3 separate regions of the Sus scrofa genome follow, and all the other regions are linked to region 2. A link is a contact called in public Hi-C data. All regions are on one chromosome and are shown on one strand. The core of a region is the stretch at or near the end of the contact, and the rest is flanking DNA. Distances in the headings are between cores, read along the strand shown.

The links. A called contact is a pair of places that touch in the nucleus more often than the background predicts.
Region 1: a Hi-C map of embryonic fibroblasts shows a contact between it and region 2, with 1.5 times the contacts expected there. The contact joins the promoter of ZNF304 here to the promoter of LOC110261324 in region 2. A contact is called at or near these places in 1 of 5 promoter capture datasets (liver), 3 of 47 Hi-C or Micro-C datasets (embryonic fibroblasts, heart right ventricle and skeletal muscle) and 1 of 2 datasets of contacts at active chromatin or transcription factors (alveolar macrophages).
Region 3: a contact with region 2 is called in a Hi-C map of subcutaneous adipose tissue, with 1.7 times the contacts expected there. The contact joins the promoter of LOC110261317 here to the promoter of LOC110261324 in region 2. A contact is called at or near these places in 1 of 5 promoter capture datasets (liver) and 2 of 47 Hi-C or Micro-C datasets (heart right ventricle and subcutaneous adipose tissue).

Annotation. Positions count from the first base shown.
Region 1 is chr6:61,739,317-61,742,159 of Sscrofa11.1, forward strand. ZNF304 (zinc finger protein 304) reads left to right here and starts at 1,366. Exons shown (of 5, transcript XM_021097292.1): 1 at 1,366-1,829. The coding sequence starts at 1,797.
Region 2 is chr6:61,925,062-61,927,896 of Sscrofa11.1, forward strand. It overlaps LOC110261324 (zinc finger protein 772-like), which reads right to left and starts at 1,471. Exons shown (of 4, transcript XM_021097337.1): 1 at 1,182-1,471. The coding sequence starts at 1,214.
Region 3 is chr6:61,693,210-61,696,395 of Sscrofa11.1, forward strand. It overlaps LOC110261317 (zinc finger protein 805-like), which reads left to right and starts at 1,883. Exons shown (of 4, transcript XM_021097312.1): 1 at 1,883-2,241. The coding sequence starts at 2,212.

The DNA.
Region 1 (2,843 bases), core at 116-2,615, 190 kb before region 2:
GCCGTGAGCTGTGGTGTAGGTTGTGGACGCGACTCGGATACCGCGTTGCTGTGGCTCTGGCATAGACTGGTGGCTACGGCTACGATTAGACCCCTAGCCTGGGACTCTCCATATGCCGCGGAAGCAGCCCAAGAAATAGCAAAATAATAATAATAATAATAAAATAAATAAATAAATAAAATAAAATAAAATAAAAAATAGGATTGGAGTTCCCCTCATAGCACGTGGGAAACAATCCTACTACGAATCACGAGGTTGCGGGTTCTATCCCTGGCCCTTGCTCAGTGGGTTAAGGATCGCTGCTGCAGTGAGCTGTGGTGTAGGTCACAGACGCGGCTCGGATCTGGCGTTGCTGTGGCTGTGGTGTGGCCGGCAGCTGTAGCTCTGATTTGACCCCTAGCCTGCGAACCTCCACATGCTTCGGGTTTGGCCCTAAAAAAAAAATAAAATAAAAAGCATCAATGAAGTTCCTGGGTGGTTAAGTTCCAGTAGGTTAAGAATCTGACTTCAGCAGCTTGGATCACTTTGGAGGTGTGGGTTCGATCCCTAGCGTATGAAGTGGATTACAGGATCTGGCCTAGGAACTTCCATATGCCGAGGGTGCAGCCATGAAAAAAAAAAGTATATGTATATAATATTAGTGACTTGTCAAAGAGAAGCCTCTGATATCCTCCTGTATGTGTATGTGAGAACCTTGTGGAGATGATGAATAATAGCAGTTATCAGCTTGTGTGTATTAAAAACCATGCTTTGTTCCAAGCACTTTCCTTTCACTTCTCATGAGGTAGGGTGTAGTATTTTCTCATTTTAGTTGTTGTACTTTGGGTGAGGCGATGGTCATGACTATTAATGAGACCGCCCACCCTCGGGGTTTCTCTGTCAGGTGTAGGTTGAATCCTAGAACCTGCACTTTTAGTAAGTTCACAAGGGATGCTGACCCAATTTTGAGTATCAAAGAATAGGGGGAACATCTCATGCTATTACAGGAAGTCTGCACGAGCGAGGGCTATTCATCGTTCCATTCAAGTCCCAGTCCCAGTCGCCATCCTGGGTGAGATACCTCTCCCAGGATGAAAGAAGGCTCCACCTGCTGGAGAAGGCGGAGGAAGAGGCGCTGTCTCCAGTGACCGCGGAAATATGGGCGCGTCGCCTTTAAGAGGAGCTTAGACACTGAGAGAGGCAATTTTTCCACGAACCTTCTCCGCCCACCGGACTCTGCGCAGCGGCAGGCAAGGACAGGAAAGCTACCCTTTCCCGCACTGGAAGCAGGGCACGAACTCCTCTACCCAGAAGTCTGCGCCAGGAGCCTCCACGACGCTCCAAAGACGTTTCCTGCCGTCGGAGCCGGGAGAGGCGGGACTTCCGGCGGCGCCGTCGTGACGTCTTTTGCGCGAGCCGAGGCTGTCCAGAGCGGCTGTGGAGGCTGGGAGTCCTGGACCGGGTCCCCTCTCATGCCGCTGTTAGGAGCCGAGCAGGGACGGACAGTAACGAGGATAGGCTCTCACCCTGCGGCGTTATTACGATCCATGGTGTCCGTCGTGGGACGGGCCGCCTTGCGCGGAGGTGTCGGCCGGGGCTGCGCGCTTTCCGAGGCCTTCGTCCCGGCTCTCTGGCCTCGTCCGCCTCCGGAGGCGGCACCCTGATCCTTGTGCGCGTTTCTACAAGGGGGAGACTGGGGCTGGGAGGGCGACAGTCATCCTGAGGTCACCGCCCACTGTGCTTGTGGGGGTTCGGCTCTTCTCACAGAACCCGCTCCGTTCCCCGGCTCCTCAACCCGCTTCTGCTCACAGGATCCCATGGCGGCCGCTGGGCTCATGGACCGGGCTCAGGTGAGTGGAGGGTTCCTCAGGCCCTCACCTCTCGGGTGTAGGGGATGGTGTGTTCTAGGGTCTTCACCCCTTCGCCTTCATCGCTCCCTTCTCTGGCGGGTAAAGGAGCAGAGGGCGTCATTCTCGGCGGTTATGTGCTGAGGCTCCCGTTCCCAGTATGGATGGGATGAGGTGTGGAATGGTTTCCAAGACACAGAAGCCAGTTGTGCAGACGCTTGGAGGTGAGAATGAATTAGGAGTGTCTGGAAACAGCAGGTCAGTGTGCTGTTTGCTGAGAACAGAGAGCCGGCAGTCAGGGGTCTGGTCTGGCATGGCAGCCTGAGGAGCTTGTCCTCTTTCTGATGGTGGTGGAACCGTGGAAGGTTTGTAACTGAGAAGGGAAGTGTTTTGACTCAGGTGTTGACAGGCTGCAGAATGGAAAGATTGGGGGAAGCCTGTGGGTGGGCAGGGAGATCAGGGTGGAGTCTGCTGAAATAGCTCCTCAGGTGAGTGTTGATGGTGGGTGGACCAGAGTGGTGGCAGTGGAGGTTAGAGAAGTGTATGGATTTCCTGCCTTTTTTTTTTTTTTTTTTTGTCTTTTTAGGGCTGCACCTGTGACATATTGAAGTTCCCAGGCTAGGAGTCGAATTGGAGCTCTAGCTGCCAGCCTATGCCACAGCCACAGCAATGCAGGATCTGAGCTGTGCCTGCAGCCTACACCACAGCTCACGGCAATGCCGGATCCTTAACCTACCAATCGAGGCTAAGGATCAAACCCACATCCTCATGGAAACTAGTTGAGTTTGTTAATTGCTGAGCCACAATGGGAACTCCCTGCATGTTTTTAAATGTAGGGCTGAGGAGTTCATGTTGTGGTGCAGTAGAAACGAATCTGACTAGGAACCATGAAGCTGTGGGTTTGATCCCTGGCCTCGCTTAGTGAGTTAAGGATCTGGCGCTGCTGTGACTTGTGGTGTAGGCTGACAGCTGTAGCTCCAATTCATCTCCTAGCATGGGAGCCTGCATATGCTGCGA
Region 2 (2,835 bases), core at 221-2,720:
GGACATGGAGAACAGACTTGTAGTTGCCAAGGGGGAGGGATGGAATGGGAATTTGGGGTTCATAGATGCAAACTATTGCCTTTGGAATGGATAAGCAATGAGATCCTGCTGTATATCATCCTGCTGGGAACTATAGCTAGCCACTTATGATGAAGCATGATAATATGAGAAAAAAGAATGTATACGTGCATGTATAACTGGGTAACCTTGCTGTGTAGTAGAAAACTGGCAGAACAGTATAAACCAGCTATAATGGAAAAAATAAAAATAATTATTTAAAAAAAAAAAAAGATCTGGTATTGCTGTGAGCAGTGGTGTAGGTTACAGACATAGCTCAGATCCTGCATGGCTGTGGCTGTGGCTGTGGTGTAGGCTGTGGTGGAGGCTGGCAATTGCATCTCCAATTTGACCTCCAGCCTGGGAACTCCCATATGCTGCAGATGTGCCCCTCAAAATAAAAAATAAATAAATATATAAAGTGTCTTATGACACCAAAACTCTGGAGCCCTCGTGAGTCAAGGTGGGGCTGGAATTGATGAAGGCCTGGATATCCACCCCTCCCCTGTATAGGGCCAGTAATTACTTATGCGACCATGGGAACCTGTGGGAAGAGAGAGACTATGAAAAACAACCACGAAAGAGCCCCAAGGGCTCAGGCCTATCCACTACTCCTGCCCTACCACAAAGCCCTGGGGCTATCGCCCTTCTGTGGCTCTGTCATCAAGGCCCCCTGTTATCGGTGTTGCCTTGGACCAAGTCTTAGCCTTTCTGGGCCCCACCTCCCTCATCCTTACCCCCAAGTCTGTTCACACCTGGCCAGTCTACGAAATACTTTTGAAACCATAAGGTCGCGTCTCTCCTCTGTTCAGAACCTTCTATGCCTCCTATCACCCTCAGAATGAAGGCACAGCTACTCAGGCTCTCTGATCTTTTCAGACACCAAAGGTAACGGGTTTCCCAAACGCTGTGTCACACCTCCAAGCCGTTCTGCGAGCTGACCCCTCCGCCGGCAGGGTCCTTTCTCATTCTCCTATACTGGTTGTCAGATCTAGGACCCAACTGAAAGAACCCCTATCGTCTGAACACATTCACCTGAGCTGCAGGGACCTGAGTGTCCCTCATTCGAGGCTTCAGGATTCAGAGATGGAGGGAGGGAAAGGACCCAGGGGTGCAGCACCCACCTGCACTGGGTCCGTCAGCACGGCCGCCGCCATCCGCGCCCGTGGTCCGGGGAAAGTGAGGGGAAGAGGAGTAGCTGGAAAGCGTTAACGAGTGCAAGGTCCCGGGCTCCGGCGGCTGGGTCACCCGGGCGATGCCACTACGAACCTCAGGTTCGCTTGTTTAGGGCAGAAATCGCCTCTCTCGCGTTTTCCCTGTTGTGTCCCCTCGGGTGTGACGCTGCGGTCTGGAGACGGATTTGGTGGATTAATCCGAAAGCAGGAAAAAATGTCCGCCCAAAAAAGGAAAAAGGAAGTCCCGCCCCCTCGTCCTCCTTATGAATGGAAACGCCCCTTTCCTTGGCCTTCATTGGACCGGTGCCCCCCGATGCTCTTGGGTAATGTAGTTCCCACAGCGACACCAGGGCCGCTTACCTAACTAGCGGCGCCTAGGAATGACGTGTTGGATTTTTGAGGATTGGGCGGAGCTTCACTTCCTCTTAAAGGACACGCACCCATATTTCCGGTGGCTGTGGTCTGTAACGTATCACTTAAATATTTAGGAACATATTATCTCGGGCTTCTTTATGCAGAGAATACTCACCAAAAAAAAAAAAAATTTAAATGGACGTATCATATGCTAATGTCACTCAGACTTCTATAGCTGGAAGCTAATAATACGTTAACAAATATACACATGTAGTGTGAAGCTCTAGCGTTAGTGATGTGGGCCTCAGCATTTGGGGTCAGGAATAAGAGTGAAGACTCTATTCGTGGCCAACAAGACGTGGAAGTGCAGTAAGGATTTAGGACACTGATGTACAGGTGGACAATGGTGGTGTCTCTGGTGACCTCAGAAAACATTTCTCCTGACTGTACAATCAGTGATTGCGTCTAACCCAGTGAGTAACTCTTTTTACAAATACTATTTCTCACTCCGTATACACAGATATATTCAGTTCCTTTCAGCTATGTTACATATATCTGAAAAGAAAAGTGATGGAAGATACTTATTAAGGTATGGGGAAATCATTCTGGCTTATACATGATTTATGTATTTATTTCGGCCGCATCTGTGACATATGTAAGTTCCCAAGCCAGGGATCGAACCCATGCAGCACGAGTGACAATGCCAGATCCTTAGCCACTAGGCCGCCAGGGTATTCCTATACATAATTTAACTTGAACCTTATGCTTGCCAAAATATGCTTTGTTTGTAGCCTAACAAATATGAATTATACATCTGCTTTAATAATTCCTGTGCTTGGCTTAATGGGCGTTTCTTTGCACATTATCTCACATTCATTGAGGAGACTAACCCTCCTGAGTCCTCCCTCCCTCCCTCCCATTATGTGCCACATTGTGGTGTTTTCTAAATAAAGCCACTTGGATTTCTGTCATCCCATGTGTGTGGTCCATTACTACCACTTTGTGCTCGAGTGTTTTACATTCTATATATATATATATTTTTTTTAATTATATGCCTATATATATAAAAATTATATATGTATTGACCATACCCAAGGCACGTGGAAGTTCCTGGGCCAGGGATCAAACACCTGCCACAGCAAACACTACTATGCCACTAGGGAACTCTTTTTACTTATATTTTTACTATTTCTCTGCTCACTTTTTTTCACTTACATGAAAGTTTCAACAAACAAGTTCATTCACGAAC
Region 3 (3,186 bases), core at 633-3,132, 230 kb before region 2:
TGCCGTGAGCCATGGTGTAGGTAGGTCACAGACGTGGCTCGGATCCCACATTGCTGTGGCTGTGGCGTAGGCTGGCGGCTACAGTTCCAGTCGGACCCTTAGTCTGGGAACCTCTGTGTGCCGCAGGAAGCGGCCCTAGAAAGGGCAGAGAGACAAAAAAAAAAAAAAAAGAAAGAAAGAAATATTTGTTGGGACCCCCATGAGGGGGAAAAAGAAGGAGGAGATTGACTCCTTTGTGATGTATGTAGTAATTAGTTGTGACAAAGCAGCAGGGTCAAATGCACATCCTGTTTCTAGTTTCATCACCATGTATCCTCAATTCATTCAAAACGATTTTATTGTCTCATAGTTACAAAACAAAAAACACCAGGATTTCCCGTTGTGGCGCAGTGGTTAACAAATCCGACTAGGAACCATGCAGGGGTTTGCGGGTTCAATCCCTGGCCTCACTCAGTGGGTTAAACGATCCGGTGTTGCCATGAGCTGTGGTGTAGTTCACAGACGCCGCTGGGATTCCACGTTGCTGTGGCTGTGGTGTAGGCCCGTGGCTACAGCTCTGATTAAACCCCTAGCCTGGCAACCTCCATATGCTGCGGGTGCAGCCCTAGAAAAGACAAAACAAACAAACAAAAAACCAACCAACCAACCAACTAAAAACAAAAAACACCAAAACTGTCACTGATGGGGACTTCTAAGACTGCATAATACTTTTTTTTTTTTTTTTTTTTTTTTTTTTTGGCTTTTTGCCATTTCTTGGGCCGCTCCTGCGGCATATGGAGGTTCCTAGGCTAGGGGTTGAATCGGAGCTGTAGCTGCCAGCCTAGGCCAGAGCCACAGCAACACAGGATCCGAACCGCATCTGCGACCTACACCACAGCTCACGGCAACGCCGGATCCTTAACCCACTGAGCAAGGCCAGGGATTGAACCCGAAACCTCATGGTTCCTAGTCGGATTCATTAACCGCTGCGCCACGACAGGAACTCCCTGCATAATACAATTCTTGAAGGATGGTTAGAATTCCTAACATGACTTTTTTGGTCCAGTGTTCACCCCATCAATTCCTTTCTCCACCTACACTCATTCCATTGATGGTCTTACCCAGTATAATGACTTGAAATAATAGACTAGCCTAACAACTCCGAAATTTCCATACCCAGGCCCAAAAATCTCTCCTAAGATTCGGACAGGTGGAAGTGCATCAGGGGACGCGCTTTGTGATCTTACAGATAATTTCAAACTGACTGTGCCAAAGCTTAAGTCCTGAGCTTAACCTTCAGTCTCCCCACCTCAGAGGAGGGCAAACCACTGTGGGTTTTCCCGGCCAACTCCGTTACTCAAAAAGGTCTGTGCATTACTTAGAGGAGGCTCTGGCCCTAAGAAGGCCCAAGAGTTTTAAGGTCTGTGCCTTCCCAAAATGTCAGAGCGGGACTTCCGGAGTCGTCTTCCGGCGGTTACTTTGATCATTTATTCGCCACTCCTACAAGAGGCCCTAGAGAAGAGAGAAAGCGCCTGGCGTTAGCGGAGAGCTGAGTATAGTTGAGGATCAGCTTCTGCGCCTTTGCACGTGGCCTTGACCCCAGACAAACGTCTTTATCCCCTGAGCCTCCATTTCCCCAGGAGTATAATGAGTGGTTTCGTCCCTTCTCATTGGTTTCCCCCGCGTTGTGTCCACCGGGAACACGCGGATCTGAGGCGGCTCTCTCGGCCCAATGAGAAAACGGGCTTGGAAAATTCCATCGCATGGTTGCTTGCAAGGAAAAAACTACGTTACCCAGAAGGCTGAGCGCCGCATGTTTGGGCGGATGCCGGCCCAAGGACCACCCAGGACCGGGCGTTTCCTGCGGCCGGCGCCGCGGAGACGGGACTTCCGGCCCCTGTGAGCCTACGTCATCTGTCTGTGCCAGGTGGGTCTTCCCCAGCTGAGGCACCTGGACCCGTGAGCCGTTCCCTCGGTGGGAGAGCGCGTCTCACCTCCGCGTGGTACCAGCTCGACAGCCGCCCCGATCCTTGGAGGGGTCCCGCGGGATCCCGGGCCGTGGCCCCCGCAGCCCTGACGCGAAAGCCTGGGCCTCGCGCGCGTTTCACACCGAGTGGCCTGAGTCTTGGAGTGCGGCGGCCAGCCGGGTACCCCTGCTCGGGTTCCGCGGCCTGGGTTGGGGCCGCCTCTGTCGCCGCCTCTCCGGGCCCGCTCTCCCTTCAGGGTCCCGCGATGGCGGCAACATGGATGGACCCGGCCTGGGTGAGTGGACGATGTTTCTGGTGTTGCTCCTTCTCTGCTGGTTCGGAGAGGGCGTCTGAGCAGGCGGAGGCTGTTAGCCATTGGGTTTCTCTTTGTCCTTGTCGTTTATTGCACCACGTGGCGCTGGCCCTTCATTTTCTCTGCATTCTTACCACAGTGTCGGATCCCTGACAGGCGTTTTTTCAGTGCATGAAAGATGCCTCCTTCCCATCACGCTTATAATCCCGGTTTCCCCACCTTCCCCGCTCGAAGTGCTCTAGACACAACAACCCGACCTTGATAAGTTCTCTGTCACATCCCCACCCCGTCCCCGAACTTTGTATTTGCATTGGCCTTTGCCTGGAATGCTGTTCCTTCGTCTTTGCAGGACTTGTCTCTCACATCCCTCTGGCCTCTGCGCAGATGTCTTCTCTTTGAAGAGGCCGTTCCTAGTCGTTAGAATAGAATGGTCCCTTCCCTGCTTGCTCATGTTCTGGCATTTCTGTGTAAGGAACCTGGCAAAGTTAAATAAGGGTGTCTGGTTGGATTTGTCCAGAATATTGTGGGAGCAAAGACAGTGGTAAAGAAATACTCCTAATAGTCGTCCTTCAGTGAGTCCTTGCTGTTACCTGACAGGCAGGCATAACGTATCACGTTGTTTAATCGTCATCTCTTCGGAGCTAGGTCCTGTTATTGTCACTGCCTGCTTGCTTGCTTCCATCCTTCCTTTCTTTATTTCGTCTTTTTAGGGTCGCACCCACAGCATATGGAGGTTCCCAGGCTAGGGTTGAATTGGAGCTACAGCTGCAGGCCTGTGCCACAACCACAGCAACATGGGATCCAAGCTTCGTCTGCGACCTACAGCACAGCTCACGGCGACGCTGGATCCATGACCCGCTGAGCCAGGCCAGGGATCGAACCCCCAACCTCATGGTTCCTAGTCGGATTCATTTCCGTTGTGCCACA